Linked DNA regions of Sus scrofa: region 1 is linked to region 2. The links are chromatin contacts, called in public HiChIP or PLAC-seq maps. All regions are on one chromosome and are shown on one strand. Each heading gives the region's core, a stretch centred on a gene start, on an enhancer-like site or on the middle of the called end of the contact. The rest is flanking DNA. Distances are from core to core; before and after follow the strand shown.

Region 1 (3,525 bases), core at 770-3,269, 430 kb before region 2:
CTGCCCATGCCTCCTCCTGGAGATGCCCTGAAGGAGGAAAAAGAACTTGTGCCCCAGAAAATAAAGTCAGAATAATGGCATCACCATTTCAGACGTTTCATAGAACACCCTGCCTTGGCCTGGCCCACAGGAACGGAGTCCTGCACCCACTGCATTGACTTTCCCGGGTGTCCTTGGGGTGGACTTGCAGGAAGGCTGAGGTAAAGAGAGTGGCATTTCCAAAACCCTCTCTGGTTTCGTTACTCACCCCCAAATAGTCCTTCTTGATGAACCCATTCAGTGTTTCCCAAACTTTAGTCACCCACCATTTTTGTGTCTGCTTATGAAGTGCACTACTTACTTAATTTTCTTTAAATAGACATGCCCTTTTTAAAGAGGTCTATACATTTATTTCAAAAGGAAACTTGATACACTACGGTAAATGGAAAATCAGCCTCTTTTTTTTTTTTTTTTGCCATAAATAGAAGGTTCTAGTAAAAATAAAAATAGTGAAGCAAAACTATGACTAGAGTTTAGATGTACATTCCTTTGCCAGCTGGAGGTTCTCTGAGCCCAGCCTGGCTGTGTTAAGAATGTGAGATTACCACTTTTCAAAACATATCAGCACAAGACTGAGACCATCTCCTTAATCTTCTCAGGTCTGCAAGAGAAGAGTAATGGGATTTTTTTTTTTCCCTAAGGAGCTGGGACATGTCTTTTGGGACAATGCCGACGCTCCCTGGCTTGAGGCTGGGAGAGTCTTGCCCTCATGCCTTCTCCCTCTGGTCTCTGCAGTGCCCGGAAACGCCCCATCCCCTACTACCGGCCCAGCCCCTCTTCCTCCAGCGGCCTCAGCAGCACCTCCTCCTGGTACAGTAGCAGCAGCAGCCGTTCAGTCAGCAGGAGCTACTCCCGGAGCCGAAGCCGGAGCCGCAGCCGAAGCCGGAGCCACAGCCGAAGCCGGAGCCGGAGCAGGACCCGCACTAGCAGCAGCTGCAGCTCCCGCAGCCCCAGCCTGGGCTCCCGGAGCCGAAGCCGGAGCCGGAGTCGGAGTGGGAGCTACAGCTCAGCAGACAGCTACTCCAGCACCAGGCGCTAAGCAAGGGCCCTCCCTTGAGCCAACTGCCTGCAGGGGGTGCCCCTTTCACTCTGCCAGCCTCCCCAACTCCCTGCCTGCCCTGCCTTCTCCTTGGTGATAGACATTGAGGGCTCCTGGGCCCTGTCCTTCCTGCTCTCCTGGGGAGGAGGAATCGAGGGTATGGGGGCTTCAACCTGTATGTCGGGCTGCTAGGAGCCTCCACCACACCACCCCATGGGCTCCACTCAGGCCTGAGCAAATGGTGAGAACCACCTTCTGTGGGCACAGAAAAACCTCAAAGGTTTGCAAGAAGCCGTGGGTCCATGACTCAAAAGTTTGGTTCTGGCCGGGAAAGCATACAGAGAGTTCTGCTCCCCACTGCTCGCAGGATGCATCCTGAGGGCCAGCTGTAATTCATCACACCTGCCCTCCTTCTCCCCACATTCAATCTCATGGCTGCACGGGTATGGACCCCGCTGGGCATGGGGGGTGGGTATTAGGAGAGACCCAGGGCCGTTCAGGCCAGAGCAAAAGCTAGAAGGCTCTTGGGTCCTGGAAGGGGATGGTCTGAGTAGGGGCCACGAACATTTCTTTCACTTGGTAGTAGGTGTTAGAGATAGGACACGGGCTCTCTGGTCATGAGGGTAGAAGCCAAAAGGGGGTGGGGGTGGGGTCAGTCTGCTGCTCCCAGTATCGCAGCCTGGTCTGGAAGAGGAGCCCAGTGGTTTCTGTCCATGGAGAGGCCACCCCGTGATTTACACAAAATGCCTCTTGGCTGTTCACAGGGACCCCGTGACCTCTGAGAAAGGACGTAGTGGCCCGTCAGGACAGCTTGGTCTGCAGCCCCCACTTCCCAAATTTGCCTGGGCCCCACAAGCTGGCAACAGCCTAATTCCACGGGACCATCTGCTGAACATTCCCCAGCGCCATGGCCGGCTGCCAGTTGCCAGCGCCAGCCAGTCTGGCCTTACCCTTTGGTTGGCGCCTGCCCGCCCCCTCCCCACTGCCCAGACTGCCACACCCTGGATCCTACCCAGTGCAGCCAAGCACCCACCCACCCTCAGCCTAAGTCACCCCCTTTGCCTCTCAGGAATTTTGCCAGGATGGGGCACAGTGGCTCAGGTTGCGGGGAAAAGGTCCAAATCTCGGGAGTCTGGGGTGGGGGCGGGAAAGGGCTTGGATGCTCCGTGGCTCCCGCTGGTTTCTGGAGTTTCTCAGGGGCTTGGGAAAGCCCCACCTTCATTTCTGTCCTCCCCCCCAACCTTCTCCCGGCCCCGGGCTGGGCAGCAAGGGTAAGTCAATCTCCAGCAGGCAAATACCACCAGCTGCTTCAGCCACGGAAGGCACTGAGAACAGGAGCCCGAGGGAGAAGGTCCTTAAAATAACCTCTTGGGCATCCCCCTCACCAGCTGACTGGCTTTCCGGAGCCTTGCGGGTGAGTTTCAAGTTTGTGGTGGCAACAGACAGCCGCTGGCCAGGGCTTGGAGGGAGAGGGCAGGAAGGGACAGTTCCCAGCTTTGGAGGGCGGGGCTTTGGGAAGCAGAGAACCAAATAGTCTTCATCCCTTAACACCCAGTGTGTGTGTGTGGGGGGGAACATTTAAAAAAACTCCTTTTTCTTGGAAGCAGTGCCATTCCCCCCCACCCACCCGTCTTCCCCATCACATCAACCCACAGGGCCAGAAACTGCCCTGCAACCACTGGGAAAGTCCTTCTTCCCCAGGCAGAGTGGAGCCAGGCACCGAGGCACAGAGGAGGACCTGGCCTTTCCATGATGCCCTCTGGCCCAGACCTGGGCTCCACCCGCCAAGACTCATGGATGCCAGTGCTGTCGCCACAGAAGGCCTGGTGGCAGGTGCCTGGGACAGGGGCAGGTGCCCTGGTAGGGCATGTACAGCAACTGTAAATAACCCTCTTCCCCGCCCAGGAGCCCAGCCTGGACTCCAGTCTCCCTTTGTGGGGACAAAGGCTTTCCGGAGCCACGGAACCTCCTTAGCAGGACAGCAGTGACAGATCCAAGAGCCCCCCCCTCCCATCCAGACTGCCTTCATCCAAGCAACTCTGAGGGACCCTTTGCCTGGGGCTCCTATCGAACCTCTTATTTATTTTATTTATTTATGTTTATTTATTTATTTATGTAATGCACGCTCTCTTTCTCAGTTGCCATCAGCAGTATTCAAGTATTTATTTATATGAAGAGGGTGTGTGTGTGTGTGTGTGTGTGTGAGTGTGGGTGGGTATGTGTGGGTGGGTGGGTGGAGGAGGGGGACTGCTAACATTTTTGTGCATCTCTTTTTCTCCCTCATGTCTTTGTGGATGGGATTTGAGAGGCTGGATGTGGGTGGAGATGTGGGCCTTTTCTCCCAAAGGGGTGACCCACAGAGCTTTAAGCTCAGAAGCACCTCAGGCCACAGGTTCATGACTAAGTCCATGTCTGGTGAATTTCAGGGCCACTCCCCAGCCCCCTGC
Region 2 (3,308 bases), core at 239-2,738:
CAAGGGGGAAAAAATTTCAATTTGAAATAATGCACAATTGATTTGGAGCAGGAATCAAACCGTCAGAATGAATACCATCCATTAACAGACAGGCGTGGCCACCCTTTCCAACACAAATTTATACTGTGTCTGGGAGTGTGTAGTATCCTCTTTGGCCAGAACTGGGTCACAATTCAGCCAGTGAAACTGAGGATGAAGTCAACTCCACCCGAACTTTATGGATTGAGGGTGTGGGAAGGGAGGTTTCCCAAAGGAAAACTAAAGTGCTTTTACCAGAAGAAGAGACAGATGCTGAGCAGAAGAAAAAAAAAAAAAAAAACCATGGTCTACTTTAAGGCGGCTGCTTCTTACTATGCCTGTCACGAGCAGGGTAAAAAGTCATCTAATAGCTTTTCAAACAATTTCCTCATTCTGTTGTCACTCTCTTCCATTTCCTCACCCATTCATTATTGACAGAGCACCTGTTCAGCCACAGAAAGTGAGCTAGGCTTTGGAGATTCCGGTGGGATAAAGAGAGACCCTTGGAAAGAGGCTGGTGGGGAGCCGGCATACATGGAGAACATTAAAAGGAAATGTGAGAGGACAGAGACAGGCGGGAATAGTGTTATGCAGCTACCTTGCAAGAGGGTGCACTGACTGTACCCAAGGGACAGTGCCTCAGAGAGGGAGTGCCCCTGTCCCCTGCTCTGAGCATGGCTAAGGCTGATAGGACTACAGCCCTTGAAGTGGCCCTGTCTTTGCCCACACGTTATGGGCAGAAGCAGATGCAGACATAAAATCGCTGGCCTCAGCTCCTGGATCAGCAGATTTTCTCTGGCCTGCACCAGGACAGCTGCATTCAGCAAAACAGCATTATGCATGTATCTTGATACGTAACCCTAGATCCAGGCTTCTAATTATAAGACCGACGTCTTGGGCTACTGATTCTAAGACAGTGTCTACATTCATGGATTACTACAAATCCTTAAAAAAAAAAAAATGAAAAAACAAAACAAAACAAAAAACACTCATGGAAGTTGCATATTTGAGCCTGGGAGTTAACCCTATAAACATAGGTCCCTGAACCAAAACACGTTGAATTCTGATTTGACAAATACAAAGACGTCTGATATGCACGCATCCCCCATCATCCCTACAGAAGCCAAGAAAGAAGGCATTATCTTTCCAATGAAGATTGATTCATTGGTTCCAACAGAGATTTATGTAGCAGAGGTCAGGGGAGAGGAGTACCAAGTGGCCTTTGTGTGTTTCTCTGTGTCGGGCGTCTGAGTTTCATCTTATGTACCTGTTCCAAATCTCAGGTGAGCAGCCAGGTCAAACCTGTGATGGTCCAGTCAAAACTTCCATCCCTCTTCTGATCCGAGTACACACTTGCCCTGTTCACCCTCATAGACTAGTTCACTGAGGTGCCCTGCCATTTAGTTTGCTCAAGCTGTCTGCCCCTGGCATTGCCATCCAGTGTCTGGGTGACATGGAATCCCATGTATGGGAACGGCTTGTGCTTTGGAATGAGTATATTGACAGGAACTCTGAAAGGCCAAACCCTGCCCCTGTAGAGGTGACAAATGGCCTGATGACACAAGAAAGATGACCTAAATCCAGATCCCCACAGATGTAGTAAAGTAAGGTAAGTAAGTATTTCTTGAGGCGTTCCCATTGAGGCTCAGAGGAAATGAACCCAACTAGTATCTATGAGGATGTGGGTTCAATCCCTGGCCTCACTTACCCTGGGTTAAGGATCTGGCATTGCCATGGTTGCGGTGTAGGCCAGCAGCTGTAGCTCTGATTACACCCCTAGTCTGGGAACTTTCATATGATGCACCTGTGGCCCTAAAAAAGAAAGAAAAATTCTTGAGCCTTTACCAAAGCTCATCTAAACAATTACCGTTGTCTTGTTACAGGTAACCCAGTGTATTCATTTCTGATCAGTACTGTAACAAATACTACGAACTTGAAAACCATCCACCTTTTGACTGCTTTGGAGGTCAAAAGTCTGAAACATGCAAACTATTCTATTTAGAATGGATAAGCAATGAGGCCCTGCTGTATAGCCAGAGGACTATATCCAATCACTTGTGATAGACCATGATGGAAGATAATACAAGAAAACACACACACACACATACACACACACACATACACATATATAATATGTATGACTGGGTCACTTTGCTGTACAGCAGAAATTGACAGAACATTGTAAATCAACTAATTTTTCTTTTTTTGTCTTTTTGTCTTTTTTTCTAGGGCTGCACCTGCGGCATATGGAGATTCCCAGGCTAGAGGGTCTAATCAGAGCTGTAGCTGCTGGCCTATGCCACAGCCACAGCAACGCCAGATCCTTAACCCACTGAGCAAGGCCAGGGATTGAACCCATAACCTCATGGTTCCTAGTTGGATTCGTTAACCACTGAGCCACGACGGGAACTCCAACTACTTTAATTTAAAAAAAAAATTTTTTTTAAGGGACAAAAGTCTGAAACTGGTCTCACTGGGTCAAAATCAAGATGCTGGTGGGATTGCCTTCCTTTCTGCAGGCTCTCGGGGAGAATCTATCTGCTTACCTTTTCCAGCCTCTGGAGGCTGTCCACCTTCCTTGCGTCCTGGCCTCCTCCCATCTTCAAAATCAGCAGTGGCCACTGGACTCGTTCTCACATGGCATCTCTCTGACTCCTTTGCCCTCCTCTTCCTCGTTTAAGGACCTGGCGATAACACTGGGTCCACCCAGGTAATCCAGGATAGTTTCCTTAATTCCATCAGCTACTTTAATTCTCTCTTACTAGGCAACCTAATATATTGACAGCTTAAAGGGATATATTTGGGGTTTCAGTGTTCTCTCTACCGAACCCCTGCTTTCACATTCATCCTCCTTCAGCATCAGCACCCAACTTCTGATCAGAGTGATCTCAAAACCTAAATTAGGAGTTCCTATTGTGGCTCAGTAGAAACGAACCTGACTAACATCCATGAGGACACAGGTTTGATCCCTGGCCTCAATCAGTGGGTTAAGGATTTGGCATTGCTGTGGCTGTCATGTAGGCTGGCAGCTGCAGCTCTGATTCAACTCCTAGCTCGGGAACCTCCATATGTCGGGTGCAGGCCTAAAAACAAACAAACCCTAAACCCATGTGTGCTGTAACCCAGCCCACCCATGGAATGGCCCCCCCTCTGCAATTAAAACCCACACTTTTAAGCACAGACCACAAAATCAGACCTCTGGCTGCCCCTCAGATCTCACTTCTGACCACTCCTTTTCCTTCCCTCTGCTGTAGTCTCACACTGGCCTGCTGGCTCTTCCCCGACACTGG

Evidence for each region. HiChIP or PLAC-seq counts read pairs in DNA pulled down with a chosen protein or histone mark.
Region 1: an H3K27ac HiChIP or PLAC-seq map of skeletal muscle shows a contact between it and region 2, with 2.9 times the contacts expected there. The contact joins two enhancer-like sites. A contact is called at or near these places in 1 of 47 Hi-C or Micro-C datasets (skeletal muscle) and 1 of 2 datasets of contacts at active chromatin or transcription factors (skeletal muscle).

The regions. Positions count from the first base shown.
Region 1 is chr14:33,656,830-33,660,354 of Sscrofa11.1, reverse strand. SRRM4 (serine/arginine repetitive matrix protein 4) reads left to right here. Exons shown (of 14, transcript XR_002338378.1): 13 at 775-2,492. Among named protein-coding and RNA genes, the nearest start is that of HSPB8, 19 kb to the right of the region's middle. Within about 2 kb of position 2,019, at least 13 of the 83 cell types and tissues checked have an H3K27ac peak or open chromatin away from gene starts, as enhancers often do. A contact at or near this core is called in skeletal muscle, where this site is marked.
Region 2 is chr14:33,230,436-33,233,743 of Sscrofa11.1, reverse strand. It overlaps TMEM233 (transmembrane protein 233), which reads left to right. Exons shown (of 4, transcript XM_021073561.1): 4 at 2,538-2,988. The coding sequence ends at 2,670. Among named protein-coding and RNA genes, the nearest start is that of PRKAB1, 14 kb to the right of the region's middle. Within about 2 kb of position 1,488, at least 3 of the 83 cell types and tissues checked have an H3K27ac peak or open chromatin away from gene starts, as enhancers often do. A contact at or near this core is called in skeletal muscle, where this site is marked.